Linked DNA regions of Sus scrofa: regions 1, 2, 3 and 4 are each linked to region 5. Evidence: chromatin contacts called from public Hi-C, HiChIP or PLAC-seq and promoter capture Hi-C data. All regions are on one chromosome and are shown on one strand. The core of a region is the stretch at or near the end of the contact, and the rest is flanking DNA. Distances in the headings are between cores, read along the strand shown. Region 1 holds the start of PSMB10 (proteasome subunit beta 10). Region 2 holds the start of TSNAXIP1 (translin-associated factor X-interacting protein 1). Region 3 holds the start of NUTF2 (nuclear transport factor 2). Region 4 holds the start of PSKH1 (serine/threonine-protein kinase H1). Region 5 holds the start of RIPOR1 (protein FAM65A).

Region 1 (2,700 bases), core at 79-2,578, 390 kb after region 5:
CGCGGGAGAAACGGGAGGCCAGGATGGTATACGTGGGATTCGTGGGGAAGGGATGGAAGGGCTCACCTAGGGCCGTGAAGGGCAGACGGCTGTAGGACCCATGGGGGTGCACGCTGTAGAGCTGGGGTCCTGTGAAGTCTATGCCGCCCACGATTAGCGACGCGCCCACATGGCCCTGGTACCTTTTCCGCAAGTGGGCGCAGTCAGCCAAACAAACCAGGACCCAGGTCCCTCCCCTCCATGGTCCTGCACCCGAGCCCCGCCCCTTCCCGTGGTCTGGAGCCCCATGACTGACATTGCTGCTTCCGGTTGCCTTCTTAACTCCTCTTAGGCTGACCTCTTCCGGTCTCCCGGCACCTCGCAGCCCTGTCCTTCCTCTTGTCCCACCTCCTATCAGCCCCACCTTCCCTGCAACTGCCCCTCCCCAGGGTCGTCTTAGCCCAGCTCCAGCACCGGAAGAGCTTCTGGCGTAACATGCGAGTGACAGTGGCCACGCGCGGCTCGCGGCCGGTGGATAGTGCGTGTAGCTCTATGTTGGATGCCGCCATCCGCGTGGTCATCTCGGCGTCCGCGGCTACTCCAGCCCCACAGCAGCTGAGGGTGAAGGGAGGGTCCATGTGGTCGGGGCTAAGGTGTGCGGAGACCAGGGACGGGGAACTAAGGGGCAGTTCTTGAGAGGAATGCTCACTAGATTTTGGGGGCGATGAAGTGGATCTTTTCGCAGCTCTTGTCCGCCACGACCGAGTCGTTAGTGGCCCGCGTATCCGCGCCCAGGATTACCCCGTCCTGGAGAAGAGGGGAGAAGCCGTTAGGTCATTGCCCACTTCCTATTCCCGGCCGCCCCTCCACGCCCCACAGTCACAACTTCTTGCTCACCTGGAATACAAGACCTGCAATGGTGGTCCCCGTCTTGAGTGCGTGAGGGACCCGGAACCCAGGGAGGGCGCGTTCCAAGGATGCATTTCTGGAACGGAGGGAAAAGTCTCAGGTTTCTTTTCTTATGGGATCCCCCTCCCCCAATCACATTCTCCAACTCCGTCCACGTTTCTCTCACTTCTCCATGTAAGCCTCGGAACCCAAGTCGTCGTCTTACTTTTAAAGATCCTGGTTCTCCCACTCCCAGAGACCCTCACTGAGGACCTAGGCAGCTGGGGACCAATCATCCCCCCACTCACCTCTGGCAGTTCTCAAAGGAAAAGCCCCCTAGGGGCTCTAGCGCTATCTTCTGCATGTCCAGGTGGGCAGGGCAGTCCAGGGGTATGGAGGTCAGAGGAGTAGGACCAGCACCAAGCAAAGAAGGCCACAGCCTTGTCCTTTGTCCTTGTCCTGCACGACTGAGCTTAACTGCTTTCGCTTTCACATTTCCTCACAGCATGATGGCTCCTTTCTGCATCCTCTTTCACTTTCACCTTCACCTCTGGTCCTATGCAGCTTGGCAAGGGTGAGATGTCCCTTGCCTGGTTCTCCATGTTGCTCCCAGGCCTCTGTCTGATACAGCAACAAATACCTCCCTTCTGGCCATTGTCCCGCCTGAGCCCTGAGCTCTGCCTACTCTGACCCCAACTCTAATTGCAAGTCCCAATGCCCCAAGCTGTCACACTGACCAAGTCTCTGATCTCATTGTTACTGGCCTGCCAACAGCATCAGCTGCCTATTGTCTTTTATTACTCTCCTTCTCCCAACTCCTGCCTATTTTGCTGCCTTAGCCTTTTCCATCAAACCTCAGACTCCAAGGCTCAATCCTTGGCCAAGGCAATGCCGATCCTTCCATCATCCCTGTTTCAGGTGCTGTTTTCTCTCTCTCAGGAACGGTGCCATGGCTGTTCATCTGGTGGCCCATACACATTCTGGGCTCTACCCATGGCCAAGCCTTTTTTCACTTCCCAAATGACCCTTGATCTATCCAGATCTTTCTCCTAATTACTGCTTATCTCAACTAGCAGTATCTCTCCCCTAGATTCTACACTGGCCTCCCTGGTTTCCCCACACTTCCTGCCCCTCATCTTCCAGCACAGGCTACACTCTACCCTGCAGAGACGGGGCTTTTTACTAGATTGGAAATCTGGTCATACTCTTTCCTATTTATTTATTTATTTATTTATTTATTCATTTATTTATTTTTGTCTTTTTGTCCTTTTTAAAATTTATTTTTTATTACTTAAATGACTTTATCACATCTGTAGTTGTATAATGATCATAACAATCTGATTTCACAGGATTTCCATCCCACACCCAAGCACATCCCCCCATCCCCCAAACTGTCTCCTCTGGAGACCATAAGTTTTTCAATGTCTGTGAGTCAGTATCTTTTCTGCAAAGAAGTTCAGTCTGTCCTTTTTTTCAGATTCCACATGTCAGTGAAAGCATTTGATGTTGGTATCTCATTGTATGGCTGACTTCACGTAGCATGATAATTTCTAGGTCCATCCATGTTGCTAAAAATGCTGGTATTTCGTTCTTTTTAATGGCTGAGTAATATTCCATTGTGTATATGTACCACATCTTCTTAATCCACTCCTCTGTTGATGGACATTTAGGTTGTTTCCATGTTTTGGCTATTGAAAATAGTGCTGCAATGAACATCGGAGTACATGTGTCTTTGTGACTCATGGTTTTTAGGCTGTGCCCACGGCATATGGAGGTTCCCAGGCCAGGGGTCTAATCGGAGCTGTAGCTGCCAGCCTACACCAGAGCCACAGC
Region 2 (2,700 bases), core at 35-2,534, 270 kb after region 5:
CTGACAATCTTCACCTCAAAGTAATAAATGCCACAGGCAGCAGGTATGGGGTGGGTGGCGCGCACTGAGGCTGCATCTTTGTGATTTTTGCCATGACCTAGTAAGAGAGGACAAAGAAATTTCAGCAAAAGGAAATGCAAATGGAAGACTCATTCTTCTCTGCTCCACAGCAACTTCACCCCTCATAGCCAGAGGAAGCCCTTTCCTGGTCCAAGGTGTAATTAGACAACAACTGAGCAAACACACAAACCTCCCACCTCATCCTCAGAACAGTAGCACTGTCTGAGACACTGTCTCCATACAAACCACAGGAGGCATATGCAAGGTGGGTGACAAGTGAGAGATTCCCTCGTGCTGCTGCCAGACTCTCCAGAATACAAGCAGCCAAGCAGCCCACTTAGGAGACTAAGGGAGGAAGAGGCAGCCCTGGAAGATGGCCCCACAACTTTAGCACAGAACCGTAGGCAGTGTCTGAGATGTCCAGCAGGTAAGCAAGCTCATGCACCTCTGGCTAATAGAGAGGATGAGACCACTAATGTCTACAGAGACGTTTAAAGCTAAGCAGTGGTGAAGGGCCCAGGGAGAGTTCCAACTACCACAGGACAGGCAAGAAGGCCTTGGGTGCAATGTCCAACCCAGCACTGGGTTTGGACACCTGTTGAGGTTCTCCTGACATCCGAAGTCTCACGGCAGAGTAGGCTAAGCAGCCAATCCTCGGTCTGGTCAGCCCACCACCCAAACACCCAACAGGAGCTAAGGCCTAATCCGGAGCTTGGGGAAAGGAAGTGATGAAGCAGGGGCTGGACAGCACAGCCACCCTGCTGACGCTCTGGCCTTTTACCCCCCGCGGCCAAACAGGCCGATACCTTTGTAGTGGACGCGGAGGTTGCCCTGGGAGAGGCCGATATAGTTGTACTTGTCCTTGGGGCTCCAGGAGCGCGGCAGCGGCGTCTCATGCTGGTTGACCGCGGGATACAGGCGCTGCAGGCGCCGGCTCAGTTCCTGCTCCCCCGGAGACGGCAGCCCGCCCCCAGCGCCCCCGCCGGAGGAGTCTCCAACCTGCGGGCTCCCAGCTCCCGGATCCGCCGTCGCCGCCGCCATCTTGGAGGGAGCTGCTATTGTGTCACTGGGGGCGGGGAAGAACAGGACTAGATCCGCCCCGCTCAGCCAATGGCCGGAGAGCAAACCCGGGCCGCAGGGAAATCGAGTCCGAGTTAGGTACCTCTCTTTGCATACTGCCACGCCCTGCCATATTTCGGACTTCATTTCCCAGAATGCAGAGCTCTCCATAGGGAGGCTAGCTCGGGCTGGTAAAGAACTTTGGGAGATGTAGTACAAACCGACTCAGTCATAAGCCTGCTTAGCCAAGCTATTAGGACACCAAAAACTACAGTTCCCGCTGGCAACGCGATTCTGGCCTCTCACTTCGCCTCCCTCACCCATGGCCTCTGTTTATCCTCCTGCCTCAATTCTGGTCGCTAGAGTCATATCTGCTGTAGTGACAGACTCTGAGAAGACCCTATTCCCAAGTCTGACCCCATCTTGGCTACTTGGCCTTCCTCCTAGCCCGCGGGCTCTGGGCTGGGGGCAAGACACAACCTTGACCCCGCCCCCGCCGCTGGGCTGCTGGGAACTGGTCGCCATGGCGACGAGCTGTACACTAGCACGGCTTTCCAGTTCGCGAGTGCTGGCTGCACGGCTGCCCTAGGGTCATGGCCTCCTCCAAACCGCAGTGCCCCAGCTTGGCGACCACGTCGAGGTAAGCGCTGGCAGGGCTGAGGGCGGAGAAGAGGGCTTTACTACTTCCAGAAAAAGAAATAAATGGTACCTGATTCGGACCTCTCTCCGTTGGTCTGGGGCTCCAACCGCACAGGATAGGTGATGAAGAAACAGAATCTCAGATGACTCCTCAGCTCAGGGAGGCCGTTACATTCTTGTAAAAGGGCAGGCATACTTTATCATTAGTAACAGCCATCTTGTTTGTATTGAGCGTGCCAAGTTTTTTTGTTTGTTTGTTTGTTTGTGTTTTTTTATCTTTTTAGGGCCGCACCAGCGGCGTATGGAAATAACCAAGCTAGGGGTCGAATGGGAGCTGCAGCTGCCGGCCTATATCACAGCCACAGCAACACTAGATCCGAGCCACGTCTGGGACCTGCACCTCAGGTCAGGACAACACAAGATCCTTAACCCACTGAACAAGGCCAGGGATGGAACCCGCATCCTCACGTATCTTCTGTCCGGTTCTTAATGCGCTGAGCCACAGCCGGAATTGTGCCATGCTCTTTACATAGCACAATTAACCCTCACAACAACTCTATGAATTAGTAATATCACCATTTTACAAATAGAGAAATAGAAGTCTAGAGAGATCATGAGTTTTACACCTGTTTATAAATGACTGAGCTAGGATTCAAACCCAGCCAGGCATGTGTGATTCCTGAAACTGAGCGCTTAGCCACAAGGTTAACAGCCTCTGCACCCACTGGTTTATGACAAAGAAGCATCACTAAGCAGCCTAGAAACATCCCGAGGCCTCCTGCTAGCTCCTGCCTGTATTCAGGGTGCAGCCTCTGGACACTGAAAATAAGATAACAAGCTCCGTTAGCCAGGAAAGTCACAAAGCATATATTTAAAACAAAAAATTTTGGAGTTCCCATCGTGGCTCAGTGGAAAGAAATCCAACTAGGAACCACGAGGTGG
Region 3 (2,700 bases), core at 32-2,531, 310 kb after region 5:
TACAGAAGGGATTGTATCTCTTGTAGGGTTAGTTCTGGCAAGTTTAATGTGGTAAAAGCCCAGCAGTGCTGTTCCAGGCCAGTTGGGACTGAAACCCTTTGCAAGCAGCTAATGGATCAGTTTCTTAACTGTCCCTGCTCTTCTTCACTAGGAGTGAGGATTTTCCCAGGCTCAACGTGGGTTCTTTAGTGTATCCTTAAGCTCCTGTTTGTTGAAAGGACTTACACTATTTCTGCTTTGGCTTACTTGAGCCTCTCAGCAGCACTCTCAAGACAAGGTGAGGGCCAGATTCTGGCCAGGACTGTCCTGTATTGGATATTGTGAGCGCTCAACCTAGCAGGTATTTCAGCTTCTGGGGAAAGGAAGAAAGCTGAGCAAAGGAGGTCCTAAATACACCACAAGCAGGGCAATGCAGTGTCTCAATGACTGAGTAATAAGACAAGAATCTAGTCAGGCAAAGTTAATACAGATCTGGGATTTAAAAAACAGAAACCTGGCCTAGTCTTACCAGCCATTCCAAGGAGGAAGGGTGGGGGTAGGAGTGAGGATCTGTGAAGGTGTAAAACTCTTCTGGAAGAACTAAGAGTACCGCAAGATCACTGTCCAGGAGAAGCCTTGTAGCTGTTTTACCCCCAGGTTAGCTGCAGAGAATTTTCCCAAAAGGCTTACTTCAAATGTATGTGTTGCCCAGGAAACGACGAAAATGGGCATTGAAAGAAAAGGGAAATGGGTGGGAGAGAGAGATTGCAACTTCATCACTTAAATCATGGGGAAAGTTTGAGCAAACCAGTTATTTCTCTTTTCTTATTAATAAAATGAAACTCAGTTGCCCTGCCTGCTCCAAAATACCCCTTGAGAATGTTTTGTAGACGCTAACTGTAGAAATCTTAAGAGTAATCTTGTCTCTAGTTAAGCCCCACTTGGTATTTGAGTCTCCAGCCCAAGAAAGGCCTCTCCTGCTTGAAATCGGCTTTGGGTCCAACTGGCACTAGGCAGGACGCAAGTACTGGAACAGAAGCTATGGGTTCCACCCCAGCGGGCCTTAGAGCACCGCTCAGAAAGAGTCAAAGGGGTGGCCAGAGCGCCAAAGGGGAGGGGGTTTTGCAGGCGGAAACAGCTCAGGGGCCCAGGGAGGGGCTGCTAGGCCAACTTGGGGCCAGGCCCAGATCTCACGGAGGCAGGGCCAACACTGAACTGCCGCGCAATAGGGGCGGTGCCGGACCGGCTGGGACCTGGCGACAACAGAGCCCTGACCCCAGCCTGGCGCCAAGCTCGAGTTGTTCCAGAGGCTTCCGCTAGACCACAATTCTCAGGGGCTCGCCCCGGCAGCCTCCTTCCCTGACTTAGTATCACCTCCCGCGCTCCGGGCCGTGTCTGGGCCGCAGCGCATAGGACGTCGGGAACTGTAGTTTTCTCCCGGCGCACCTACGCCGGAAAGGAGAATGGGGGGACTCCGTTTCCCAGAGTGCAGCGGAGTGGCAAGGGAAGGCAGGGGGGAAGGGACAGTCCGTCGCAGACCGCGCTAGGTTGCCGCCGCCGCTGCCGCCATCGTGCCAGCCCCTCGGGTGAGTGTTGGGGCTAGCGCTCCGGGGCTGGGGCTGGGCCGCAGGAGCCGCGCTCCGGGTCGCCTGGAGCCTCCGCAGCTAGTCCCGGGGCGGCCCCTCCCCTCCCCTCCTCCCCCCCCCCCCGGCCGCCCGAAGCCGCGCGGGGCCGGGGCCATGTGTCGAGCGCGGCTCCGCCTCCCGCCGGTCCTCTGTGGCGGCGGCCGGGGGAAACACAGAGGGACAGCCAGGAACCTATTTCGGGTGTACTCGTGCGTGTGGCGGGCACACCCGATTGCGCCGGGGCTAGTTTTTTTTTCTGGTCTGGACCACCCAGATGGGGCTCTCTGGGCCCCGCCCTGTCTGGCCTATCTCGGCCTGCCCAAGTCCCGCAAACTCTGCCGGCAGGCTAGCGGGCCGACCCGAGCCCCACGTCCTGCTGCCCCCCTGCCGAGGATCCGGGGATGGGCAAGTGCCATCCGGCCCGCTCCGGAGTCAGCATTGGGTGAGGGCGCCCACCTGCCGCAGCTCTACCCTCACCCAGTTCACAACCATAGTTCAGCTGGAATATGGGTGAACACTCCCTCGCTTGTTTGCCTTCTGAGGGTGCACGAAACCTATTTCCCATTCTGGAACTCAAGCAAAGGTTCTTCTCCCTAGAGGGCAAGATCAGGGAATCTGGAACAGGAGGGGGTTCCACGTGGGACAACACCCCCAGCCAGCCTTGGAGGATCTGGCCCGAAGTGATGAGGCGGCTCCGGACACCCTCAGCCCCTTCCCTGGCCCTTCTCTCTATCGGTGACCAGGCCCCAGCGTCGGTGGGTTGGCCAGCTGTGTTAGTGGAGGGAGGGAGGAAGGAAGCGAGGGAGGTGAGGCTGAATTTTTGAGCCTCCAACACATTGTTAGTTCTCTTGGGCACAGTCTAATCCTTGCATCTTCCCCTCCCAGAGTCAGCTGACCTCCTCCCACAGAGGAGGATGATTCTGTAAGAATGATAACGATAAGTTGGGGCTTAATTGAGGGGAAAGTAGAATCTGGATCTGAGGTCTATGAGCCTAGTGCCAAGCAGGAGGCTGGGCTGCAAGCAACATTGGGCATGGGGCACATTTGGACTCTGGGGCTCAGATTGAAACTCTGTCAGGCACAACATTGTAAATCA
Region 4 (2,700 bases), core at 169-2,668, 350 kb after region 5:
TAAGGATCCAGTGATGCTGTGAGCTGTGGTGTGGGTTGCAGACGTGGCTCACATCTGGTGTTGCTGTGGCTCTGGTGGAAGCTGGCCGCTACAGCTCTGAATGGACCCCTAGCCTGGGAACCTCCACATGCCACAAGTGCGGCCCTAAAGAGACAAAAACAAAACAAAAACAAAAACAATAAAGCAAGGAGTTCTCCTGTGGGAGAGCCGACTAAGGATCTGCTGTTGTCACTGCAGCAGCTCAGGTCGCTGCTGTGGCTCAGATTGACCCCTGGCCAGGGAATGCCCTGGGCCTGGCTAAAAAGAAAAACAATAAAAAAAAAAAATGTTACTACACAGTTGGCCTAAAACTGATTTCATCGATCTTTAAGTTAACCATTTGCAACTCCTCTGTGATGGAGGTCAAATTCAACATATCTGAGTGCCTGAATTATTTTATTTTATTTAGTTTATTTTTTAATTATAGTTGATTTACAATTGAATTATTTTAACTGTAGTTTAAAAAATAATTTATTAATTAAATTTAAGCCTGTCCTGGAGTTCCCATCTCGGCACAGTGGAAACGAATCCAACTAGGAACCATGAAGTTGTAGGTTTGATCCCTGGCCTTGTTCAGCGGGTTAAGTAAGGATCCTGCGTTGCTGTGAGCTGTGGTGTAGATCGCAGATGTGGCTTGGATCTGGCCGTTGCTGTGGCTCTGGCGTAGGCCAGCGGCAACAGCTCCAATTAGACCCCTGGCCTGGGAACCTCCATATGCCGCGGCTGCGACCCTAAAAAGACAAAAGACCAAACAAACAAACAAAAAAATTAAGACTGTCCTTTGCATAATTCCAGAGGAACTTCCAGAAACTTCTGTTGAATTGCACTATATCCCCAATCTCGCACTATAAAGCACCCTCTCTCCTAACTACAATCTTTTTCTTTCTTTCTTTCTTTCTTTTTTTTTTTTTCCTTTTTAGGGCAGAACCCGCGGCATATGGAGATTCCTAGGCTAGGGGTCTAAAGGGAGCTGTAGCCGAAGGCCTACACCATAGCCACAGCGACGCCAGATCCCAGCCGCTTCTGCGACCTACGCCACAGCTCATGCCAACACCCGGATCCTTAACCCACTGAGCGAAGCCACGGGTGGAACCTGAGTCCTCATGGATGCTGGTTATATTAGTTTCCGCCGAGCCACAAGGAGAACTCCCTAACAAGGATCTTAAAACATTCTCCCCACTATCTACTGTGACTGCCAAACCTAAGTTCAAGGTTCTCGGAGCGACACAAAGACTCACCCGTTATTCCCGGGAGAGAGCCCAGCCCCGCCCTGAAAGCGTTGACTGACAGACAACGCTCCGAGCGCGTAGCCCTGCCCTCCGGAGTCCTTCCCAGCCCCGCCCAGTGGGCGTACGGAGTTTGTTTTGGCGTCAAGCGCGCGCTGTGATGACGCCACGACGCTGACGCCTGAGGATGGCGGCGGCTGCGGCGGCGGCGGCGGCGGGTGCCGTAACCGCAGCCCGGAGAGGGTCAGCACAGGTGCTCAGACGCCAAAGAGCCCGCCGCCCGTGCGAGGTGAGGCGGCTGGGCCCAGGCGACGGCCCCATGGGTGGGAGGGGCTGACGAGCTGCTGCAACGGTCGCTTCTTGGAGCACTGGGCCCGTCCCTATCCAGCTGAGAGCCCTCGGCTCGTGCCCGGGGCGCCGGGGCCTACGGGACTAGGGAGCAGGCCAGGAGACCGCTCTTCGAGGGCCCCGGTATTCGAGGCTGGACTGGCCTTGAGACTTGCTGCTGCGTTGGGTAGCCCGTCTCTGAGGCCGCAAGAGCCAGGTGGTCATGGTCTGCTGTTTCGCCTTCTGTTCAACCAGCCGGCGTAGGTCAGAGTGGATTGACCCGGTTGTCCTCATTACTTTCTCATGTCCGGCATCTATTGCACACCCACTCCTTTGCGAACAAACGCCAGGGGGCCCGGAGGACGGCTGGTCGCTTCCTTGTTTATTTTGAGGGGAAGAGTAGGTCTGAGTCCGTCCGGTTCGCCTGCCTTGTAAATTAGTTGTCCCTCTGCTTTTATAAAAGCAGGCAAAGTCCAACTCCTCCACGCTCACTCTCCCTCCATGAGGCTATGAAGTTGAATTCCCACATGAAAAATCTGAATAAATCCTTCATTGCCTAAAACTGGCCCCGTGGTACCTACAGGATAAAGGCCAAAGCTCATAGCAAGGCATTCAGGGCTCTTCATAATCTGATAGAGGTATAATCCCGAAATCCTAGCCACTTCTGTTTCCTGTTTACATTGTTTTGGGGGGTATGTGAACCTGCCTTTAGTTCTGTTTTAATACACTCTTGCTTTAGATATGCAATTTTCTCACTTTGTAGTACTTTTTTTTTTTTTTGTCTTTTTAGGGCCGCACCCGGGCATGGTAATACTTTTCTTTTCCTTCATCCCCACCTCCACCCACCACTATGGAAAATTTACATCTGTCCTTTAAAATCTGCCTTAGCGCAGTGGTTAACGAATCCGACTAGAAACCATGAGGTTGCGGGTTCGGTCCCTGCCCTTGCTCAGTGGATTAACGATCCGGCGTTGCCGTGAGCTGTGGTGTAGGTTGCAGACGCGGCTCGGATCCTGCGTTGCTGTGGCTCTGGCGTAGGCTGGCGGCCACAGCTCCGATTTGACCCCTAGCCTGGGAACCTCCATATGCCGCAGAAGCGGCCCAAGAA
Region 5 (2,700 bases), core at 110-2,609:
GGAAGCTTAGCAAGGAAACAGATGTAATTCTGTGCCCTTGTGGGGTCTGGAGGTTGGGGATCTGAAAATTCCTTAAGATGAGCCCCTGGGGATTCAAGAGCCCTAGTTTAAGGAGGACTGCCTGTGTTGAGGGGAGAACCAGCAGTTCCACCACCTCTCATGATACAACAAAGCTGGGGTTTTAGATTTTAATAAGCCAGGGCCAAGAGATGGGGATGAAAGATGATGTCACCTGCTCCTTTCGCATTTCCTACAAGAAAGAAATTCATGCAGAGAAGAGACTCCTGGCTCAATAAATGAGTCACTGCTTTATAAGCCAAGAGAGATGGAAAGCAGATTCCAGGAAACAAGCCAGTAGGAAGCCTAGAGAAAGTGCTCAGCTTTAGTGTGAAACTGTCAAGCTTTTCTGCTCTTGTGGAAATTCAAGGAGAAAAAACAACACTGAGAAAGACTAGAGAAATAGCAAGGAGCCAGACAGAGCTCAAGTGAGGGCCTGTGCATTTGGGCAAATTGGAATGAATGATGGAGATGGCACCAACCAACCCACTCCACAAATTATCCAGGCAGCTTCAGAAGAAGAAATATCCCAGTGTTCCAAGGCCTGCAGTCATTCCTAATGCAACAGATATTTATCATCAAGTTCCCATGCTGGGCACTGGCTGTGGAGTACTTAGGGCCCTGTTCCTACAGAGCTCACAGCCATTGAGCAAGTCATCACATTTGTGCCAAATGACAAGAAGATTCAGGGATGTGAGCCACTGTGAGGATGCTAGAAGGCTTCTTGACATCTAGGGCAGACACATTAACCATCAGGCTAAATTTCAGGCAGAGGCCTGGATCAGATGAGCGGGGCTGCTTGGAAGAAATGAATGGAGCTCAGTTTGGGAAACAGAAGCACAAGAAAAGACGGGATGGGTCCTTTCTCTTCCCCTATGTGGGGTTATTTGTTTGCTTAGCAAATTCTGGGGAGGTGCATCTCCTAAGTGCCAGGCAGCCGATTTAGCACTTCATGTTTATTTACAGAGCAGTTCAATTCAGCAGTATTTACCGAGCTCACTGAGCAGCTGGGCCCAGCCATGGAGCAGGCAGGGGGCACAGCAAGAGCGAACTTTCAATGGTGGGACCCTACGAAGAAGTCTCAGGAGTCCCTTGTTGGCCGAAGTAGGGTGAGAGAGCTGAGGCCTGAGGGAATACCAAGCTGATCTTCAGACTCCAGCCCGGTGGGGAGCAAGAAGAGTCCTGGAAAGATCCCTGCCCTGAGAAGCCAAAGCCAGGCGGGGGAGGTCCCACCTCAGCACATTCTCTTCTGAGTGACACTGGAGATAATTAACCCAGGGACCTAACAGCTGCCACCATTGCCCTTTAGGAATTTGGGCCCTCCCGGTCTGACATCCAGGCCACACTCCCACTGCTCAACTCTGTGGGAGAAAGGACTCTCATTAAACCCTTTCATCAGATGGGTGGGCCTGGAGCCCCCTGCATGCTGGTCTGCTTCCTGGGACAGCCTTTGCCAGCTCCCTGGGCCTAGGCTGATGGCTACCTTCTCCCTAGGCTGAGAGCCTAGCAACTCTCTTCTGGTCCAAGTCCTTCTGGCCTTCAAGGATCATGACTCAACTTGCAACAGCATCCAGGGGAGCAAGGAAGCCCTGGAAGAGAAGGTAAGAGTCTTGGTTCCCATCCCAGCCTGGCTACCTGTTCACTGGCCTCAGGCATGGTCTTTCTCTATGCAACTTGATGACTTTTGAGATCTCTGACCCCTGGGTATGGGAATCAGGCACAGTGTCAAGTGACTTGACTTCAATCTGGCCTTGGTATGTGGAGCCCTGGGGAGGAGCAGGTGGCCCTTTCTGGAGGGGCACCAGACAAGGGCTGTGATGGGAGAAGCACTTTTGAAAGTGAAGAAGAGGTTACTGATCTGGCCTGGGGTCCAGGGAAGGTATCCCAGAGAATAAACCGGGATAGGCACAAGTTAGCCAAGTGAAGGAAAGAGGATAAAGATGCATAGAACAGCCTGTGCAAAGACATGGGGGTGTGGGAAGGCAGGGTGTATTCAGGGAACCAAAAAATTCAATCTGGCTGGAGCTAGGATCTCATGGGGAGGAAATGGCCAGAGATGAAGGGCCAGCAGGGAAGTGAGAGGGGACAGGGTCTGATATGCATAAGAGATCCAGCCGCCCTGTGGAGAATGGATCTAGCCAGGCGAAACCAAGAATAGACACTAAGAGGCCAGCAAGGAGGTGCAGATGGTGCCCTGGCCAAGGGTAGGGCAGCAGGGGCGGGGAGGACAGGAAAGATTGATGAGCAATGAGGTGTCAGCGGAAAAGCCACCAAGACTAACATAAGAACCCGGGAGGGAGAGCAGTTCTGAGGAGAAGAGAGGGGGTCGACTTTATACAGTGCATTTGGGGTGCCCAAGAGTCATCTTAAGGGGGAAGACAGCACAAGAGATGGGGGGTCAAGATTCAAGGCATCACTGTGGAAACAGAAATGAGGCCCTGGAAGTTGTCAGGATGGCTTGGAGAAAAGTATCAAGGGTGAAAGGGGCCCAGCACCCTGAGGAGCCACCAAGGGATGTGAAGAGGTACAGCCAGAGAAGCAGCTAGAAATCCAAGAGGAGCCACCAGAGAAACCAGAGGGAGTTTCAGAGAGGAGGGGAATCATCTGTGTCCAACACATCCAGAACAGGGCAAAGGCTGAGAG

The links. Promoter capture Hi-C pulls out the DNA fragments that hold promoters and counts their contacts. A called contact is a pair of places that touch in the nucleus more often than the background predicts. HiChIP or PLAC-seq counts read pairs in DNA pulled down with a chosen protein or histone mark.
Region 1: a contact with region 5 is called in a Hi-C map of embryonic fibroblasts, with 3 times the contacts expected there. The contact joins the promoter of PSMB10 here to the promoter of RIPOR1 in region 5. A contact is called at or near these places in 4 of 47 Hi-C or Micro-C datasets (embryonic fibroblasts, omental adipose tissue, skeletal muscle and 1 more) and 2 of 2 datasets of contacts at active chromatin or transcription factors (alveolar macrophages and skeletal muscle).
Region 2: a contact with region 5 is called in an H3K27ac HiChIP or PLAC-seq map of alveolar macrophages. The contact joins the promoter of TSNAXIP1 here to the promoter of RIPOR1 in region 5. A contact is called at or near these places in 6 of 47 Hi-C or Micro-C datasets (embryonic fibroblasts, epiblast stem cells, heart right ventricle and 3 more) and 2 of 2 datasets of contacts at active chromatin or transcription factors (alveolar macrophages and skeletal muscle).
Region 3: a contact with region 5 is called in a promoter capture Hi-C map of liver, with 3 times the contacts expected there. The contact joins the promoter of NUTF2 here to the promoter of RIPOR1 in region 5. A contact is called at or near these places in 2 of 5 promoter capture datasets (fetal liver and liver) and 2 of 2 datasets of contacts at active chromatin or transcription factors (alveolar macrophages and skeletal muscle).
Region 4: an H3K27ac HiChIP or PLAC-seq map of alveolar macrophages shows a contact between it and region 5. The contact joins the promoter of PSKH1 here to the promoter of RIPOR1 in region 5. A contact is called at or near these places in 1 of 5 promoter capture datasets (fetal liver), 1 of 47 Hi-C or Micro-C datasets (epiblast stem cells) and 1 of 2 datasets of contacts at active chromatin or transcription factors (alveolar macrophages).

The regions. Positions count from the first base shown.
Region 1 is chr6:28,546,281-28,548,980 of Sscrofa11.1, forward strand. PSMB10 (proteasome subunit beta 10) reads right to left here and starts at 1,329. Exons shown (of 8, transcript NM_001044565.1): 1 at 1,176-1,329; 2 at 877-964; 3 at 689-786; 4 at 454-594; 5 at 67-182. The coding sequence starts at 1,231.
Region 2 is chr6:28,427,247-28,429,946 of Sscrofa11.1, forward strand. TSNAXIP1 (translin-associated factor X-interacting protein 1) reads left to right here and starts at 1,285. Exons shown (of 16, transcript XM_021094108.1): 1 at 1,285-1,759. The coding sequence starts at 1,713. RANBP10 (ran-binding protein 10) reads right to left here and starts at 1,137. Exons shown (of 14, transcript XM_003355780.5): 1 at 867-1,137; 2 at 1-97. The coding sequence starts at 1,101.
Region 3 is chr6:28,467,993-28,470,692 of Sscrofa11.1, forward strand. NUTF2 (nuclear transport factor 2) reads left to right here and starts at 1,282. Exons shown (of 5, transcript XM_003126922.5): 1 at 1,282-1,565.
Region 4 is chr6:28,507,367-28,510,066 of Sscrofa11.1, forward strand. PSKH1 (serine/threonine-protein kinase H1) reads left to right here and starts at 1,419. Exons shown (of 3, transcript XM_021094111.1): 1 at 1,419-1,554.
Region 5 is chr6:28,155,149-28,157,848 of Sscrofa11.1, forward strand. RIPOR1 (protein FAM65A) reads left to right here and starts at 1,360. Exons shown (of 22, transcript XM_021094059.1): 1 at 1,360-1,658.